Linked DNA regions of Columba livia: region 2 is linked to region 1. The links are chromatin contacts, called in public Hi-C maps. All regions are on one chromosome and are shown on one strand. The core of a region is the stretch at or near the end of the contact, and the rest is flanking DNA. Distances in the headings are between cores, read along the strand shown. Region 1 holds the start of MTSS2 (MTSS I-BAR domain containing 2). Region 2 overlaps VAC14 (VAC14 component of PIKFYVE complex).

Evidence for each region. A called contact is a pair of places that touch in the nucleus more often than the background predicts.
Region 2: a Hi-C map of liver shows a contact between it and region 1, with 3 times the contacts expected there. The contact joins the enhancer-like site here to the promoter of MTSS2 in region 1. A contact is called at or near these places in 2 of 2 Hi-C or Micro-C datasets (crop and liver).

What each region holds. Positions count from the first base shown.
Region 1 is chr13:11,519,451-11,522,150 of bColLiv1.pat.W.v2, forward strand. It overlaps MTSS2 (MTSS I-BAR domain containing 2), which reads right to left and starts at 1,315. Exons shown (of 15, transcript XM_065028983.1): 1 at 968-1,315. The coding sequence starts at 1,036.
Region 2 is chr13:11,561,471-11,564,170 of bColLiv1.pat.W.v2, forward strand. All of the region lies in intron 11 of VAC14 (VAC14 component of PIKFYVE complex), which reads right to left. Among named protein-coding and RNA genes, the nearest start is that of TRNAG-GCC, 10 kb to the right of the region's middle. Within about 2 kb of position 1,346, at least 1 of the 3 cell types and tissues checked has an H3K27ac peak away from gene starts, as active enhancers do.

The sequences.
Region 1 (2,700 bases), core at 65-2,564:
TTGGCCCCCGGAGATGAAGAAACCCGGCTGGTCCGCTCCTCCCCATTCAGCCCCCGGGGAAAAATGCCCCCCAGCTTTTTTTTTTTTTTTTTTAATGAAAACAAACAAAAAAGCCTTTTTTTAAACACAGCCCCATCCTGCTCCCAGGGAGGGTGGAGGCGATGTCCCCTCCCCAGGCTGGGAAATGGGATCGAGGAGCTGGGAGACCTTTTTGTTCCACTGGTGCAAACCCAAGCGGGTCCGGCAGAAATCCAAGCTGGCGAGTGGAGGGTGGCAGGGACAACACGATGCCCCAGATCAGTGGTGATGCCCAATGTGGGGCCAGTGGTACCTGATGTGGGGCAGCATTGCCTGGTCTATGATACCTGACATGGGGCTTTGATACCCACTGACGGCTACACGGTTGATACAGGACTCCGATACCCAATGCGGGGCTCTGGTAGCCAGTGACGGACACGGGGCTGATATGGGGCTGCGATCCCCAGCGTGGGGTCCGATGCCCAAGGCAGGCCCCTGATGCCCAGCATGGGGTTGATGTGGGGCTCTGACACCCAGTGCCAGTTTCCAGTGCCTGAAGTGGGGACCAGATGCCCAGTATGGGGTTGATGTGGGGCCCTGGCACCCAGTGCTCACCTCCCATGCCCCGATACGTGGCCCTTATGCCTGGTATGGGGTTGATGCGGGGCTCTGACACCCAGTGCCAGCCTCTGATGCCCAATATGGGGCCCCACTACCCGACCTGGCGCTGATGTGGGGCTGCGATACCCGACACGGGGTTGCGATACCCGGCTCCGGGGCTGGACAGCGGAGCGCCGGTACCCGCCGCGGGGCTGACGCGGAGATACGGTCCGCGATGCCGGTCGGTTCGTGCTCGCAGCAGCGGCGGGAGCGGGGGCTGGGGCTGCCCGGTGCGGGGGAAGCGCTGTCACGGCAGCGGAACGGTGGCGGTAGCGGGGGGGGTCCCTACCTTCATGTCGTTGATGATGGCTTGGAAGAGGCCGCCGAGGGCTCCGCACTCCTTCTCCGCTGTCTCCATCGCGGCGCTGCGGCAGCCCGGGGCGGGCGGCGCCGCCGGGGGAGGCCGCGGCGGCGGGCCAGGCTCAGCGGCGGCGGGGGGCGGGCGGCGCCCGGGCGGCGGGGCGGCGGCGGAGCGGCGGGGGGGCCGGGCGGAGCGCGGCGCGGTGCATCGCCCCCCCCGCGCCTTCCCCGGGGGCTGAGCGGGACCCGCCGCCCCCCTGGGCCGCCCCTTGGCGGCGGAGCGGAGTGCGGAGCGCGGAGCGGGGAGCGGAGCGGGACGCGGAGCGGAGCCGGGCGCGCAGAGCGGCGCCCCGGGGCGGTGGCGGGGGCGGAGCAGGGCGGGACCTGCGCGGCACATGCGCCGCCCGCCGTGGGGCCGGGGGGGGAGGTGGAGGACGCGGGGGGTGCGGGGTGTTGCGCCGGGATGCCGGGGCCGGGGGCAGGCCCGGTGGTGCTCGGTGATGCTCCGGGAGCTGCGGGGAAAACGGCTCTGGGAGCCCCCAGGGCTGCAGTGGAGGGAGCCCCGAGGGATGATTTGGGATACTGGGACTCGGGGGCAGCTCCGCTGGCTGGGGGAGCACCGGAGCAGTGGAGGAACCCCACGGGATGCTCTTAGGGTGTGGGTGGGGAGTCCCGTCGTGTGTGCGCAGGGATGCCGGGCCTGGGGTCAGCACTGTGCGATGCTCAGGGGCACCCCCAGATCCCTGGAGGTGCTGGGGGGGTGCAGCTTCCAGGCCAGGGCTCTGTTTTGCCTCCCTCCAAGGGCTTTTTGACCCCCACTGCATCCCGTACCTGGGGAAGGCATGTGCCATAGGTGTGCTGCAGGCAACCACCTTGGTGCAGGCTGAAGTTTAACGCCCTCCGGGGTGATTATATAGCAGCTCTGAGACATCTTACGGCACTCGATTACCACAGAGCCGTGGGAAACGTGTGGCCTGTCAGCAGACGAACCCTTCCCTGTCGCCATCCCGAGGCCTCATCCCCGGCCTCCTGGGATCTCGAGGGATGGGCTGAGCACCCATGCACCTCGCTGCATAGAGCCGTGAAACAATGCCCAATCGGGCTGAGGGGCTCAGCCTGAGCTGCCTATTCCCCTCCTGCCAGAAAAGCAGCCTGATTCCCTGCCGTTGCTGCCCCGGCGGCACCGTGCTGCTCTGGCCGGTGCTGGTCAGAAGCCACCCATAAGGAAACTATTACAGCTCAGTGCTCCGGCAGCTGGCTGGAATTTCTCCCCATAAACCCTGTTCCTTGGCGTGGAAAGAGGCCGCTCAGTGGTGGCAAGCACAGCAGGAGCAATGGGCAGAACCCTGGGACCGGCAGCAGCCCTGGACCATGCTGGCAATGACCCGGCAGCGGCTGGGGACAGGCAACACGGACCCTCTGGCACTCTGAGCAGTCGGAGGGCTGGGGAAGCCACCGTTCACTCATCTTGAGTGTTAAAATTAACCCGCCGTGACCGGGTTTGGAAAGCCCTTTCCTGGGAATGACAGGAATGTCTTTATCCCAGCCAAACCAGCGCTGGTGTGGGGCTGTTTGGAGAGCCCTCTGCCAGAGCCCCGCTCCACTGTAAGCAGGCCAGGAGCCATAAAAACTCCACAAATTCCTTCAGCTCCCTGTTCCTGGGGATCAGGTGAGGGCCTGAAAAACACCAGGGATGCAACTGCAACCTCTTGAACCACAGCA
Region 2 (2,700 bases), core at 96-2,595, 42 kb after region 1:
CTTGAATGATAAAAACAGGCATGACAACTGAAAGGGCACGAATCCAGCTCCATCCAGCGTGAGTCTCTCCTTGCTTTGGGCTTGATTATTTATGGCAAGCGCACAAAGAGACTTCGAGCAGCTCAGCAAGACCAGACCTTAAAAACAAGGTGTCTGAGCAAAGTCTTTCAGCCTGGTGCAAAGCCCTGACTAGCACTGACCCTCCAAAGCCAGATTCTCCTTTGGTGAGACAAGCTAGCGAGAAGCGACAGCTTCAGGGTGCATCAGGAGAGCATCTAAATTGTGCTTGGGGCCAGGGGCTCTGTAAAAGGATGTTCAGCCTTGTTGGGAAGAAAGACGGTATCAGCACTGCTGCCCAGCCAGGTTCCCTGGGGGAGGGCAGTATCGCAGGATGAAGACAGCAAAAAAATACCCTGAAGATGCGTGTACACCTTGTGCTACTCAATACAAATGCGGAGCCCTATCTGGAAAAGGAAGGGAGGTGATTCCCCATAAGAGAACTGATGGGTTAAGCTCACATAGGACCCCACACTAAAACGGTGATCCCCAGCCCATGAGCCAAGAGCTTCTGGGGATGCTGATCTGCTCCAGGATAACGTGAATGTGCATAAAATACTGGACTGGGCCAGGAGTAATGGCTGAGAGAGCACCCCACGTTCCCTTTCCTAACAGGCACTGACGCTGCAGGTTTGCTAGCTCAATCTGTCCTCATCGTTCCCAAAAACACCCAGTGCAAAACCCCCCTACTATGTCCGTCATTTCTATTTCCTCTGCAGAGAGCAGCAAATCTGGTTGGGAGCCAGCAGAGCGGTGGTGTTTAATGGATTGACTCGTCTATGGATTTCCTTAAACCCCCCTCCCCTCCAAACATTTAAATAAATAGAAGACAGGATTAAATAAATCAGCTTAAAATTACTTTTGAGCCATTCCCAGTTATGTCACATGGAGGAAATGCATCACCAGGGTCCTTTCTTCACTGCTTTTTTCAAATATTAATAAGCAGTGTAATTGCAACATGACTCACAGCAATCTCCTGCCAAGCTGGAGAGACTATCTGCAAGATGCAGGCTTTCTAGAGTGTTGCAAAGGCAGATGTGTGCTTGGGGACTCTTTTGGAAAGGTTTGCATCGTAAGCAGCAGGGTATGGAAAACAGCCAGGCAGTCGCTTGCCTTTGCAAGCGCAAGTCATTCCCTCGCTTGCTTATTCCCTTCCATCCTCTCTCAACAACCCCCTCGCACATGGGATTTACTGCAGGGTTGGGGTTTGATGTCCTAAGCATGTAAGGCGAAGCAGAGAGCATGTGATATGTATTACACGAGGGAGGTCTGGCCCAAAAACCCAGCCGGGATCATTGGCAGCTCATGGCATGAGGTGTTCAGCTGACAGCAGAAGTGCTCCCGGTGCCCGGCCAGCTGCATGCCGGAGCTGCCAGCCTCCCACCCAGGCACTAGAAGTGCCCCAGGGTGTAACGAAGAGTGGGCGAAGACAACAAAGATGCCAAAATTCAGATGACTGGAAGGAAAACAGAAGGGTAAGGAAGAAAGACATGGAAATTGGAAAATGGTGCAGCACCTCAGAAAGGGAGCAGTCTGGGAGACGAAGAGCACCATGGCGGAGCAAGGCACAGGCAGGAGAGTGAAGGCAGAGCTGGTTCACTCACAGAATCACATAATAGTTTGGGTTGGAAGGGACCTTCAAAGCTCATCTAGTCCAATGCCCCTGCCATGAGCAGGGACATCTTCACCAGATCAGGTTGCTCAGAGCCCCGTTCAGCCTGGCCTGAGATGTCTCCAGGGATGGGGCATCCACCACCTCTCTGGGCAACCTGGGACAGTATTTCACCACCCTCATTGTGAAAAATTTCTTCCTCATGTCTGGCATGAATCTTCCTTCCTTTAGTTTAAAACCATCACCCCTTGTCCTATCACAACAGGCCCTGCTAAAAAGTCTGTCCCCATGTTTCTTATAGGTCCCTTTTAAGCACTGAAAGGCCACAATAAGGTCTCCCTGGAGCCTTCTCTTCTCCAGCTGAACACCCCAACTCTCTCAGCCTGACCTCCCAGCAGAGCTGTTCCAGCCTCAGATAATTTCTGTGGCTCCTCTGGACCCTCTCCAACAGGTCCATGTCTGTCTTGTGCTGAGGGATCCAGAGCTGGACCAGCACTGCAGGTGGGTCTAACCAGAACAGAGCAGAGCGCTCCTTGCTGCCTGATTTTCTTTGCTCACTTCCAAGTAAAGCAATTCCCAGACAACCTGATGCCCCTGGGCATCTCCTGCAGCCCCATCAGGCAGGGCTGATGCTACTTAATCATCCCATGACTTGTATTTTGCAGCACTGGCCAGAGTACGATCCTCTCACATCTCTACAGAGCTGTCACAAGGCACTCAAATTCACCAAGGACTTGCCCATGACCCAGCTCCATGGGGAAGATACCAGCTCTGGGACGTGAATCCCCACATGTCTTCCCAGGTAGGCAAAAATGATTTTTAGTAGTTGGCTTGGAGAGATCAGCTCTCAGAGACGGAGAGGAAGGTTTATACAGACAGAGGATCCCAAATGCACCAGCCTGAGACAGCCAGGCTTCAGCTAGGCAGTTACCTGCAGGCTCTGCATTGGGTCTTCTTTAGTTTAGCCAACACGGTTAAACCCCCAAGTGCCAGCACTGGCCAAGCCTCACAAAATTGCTCAGTTCAAACTA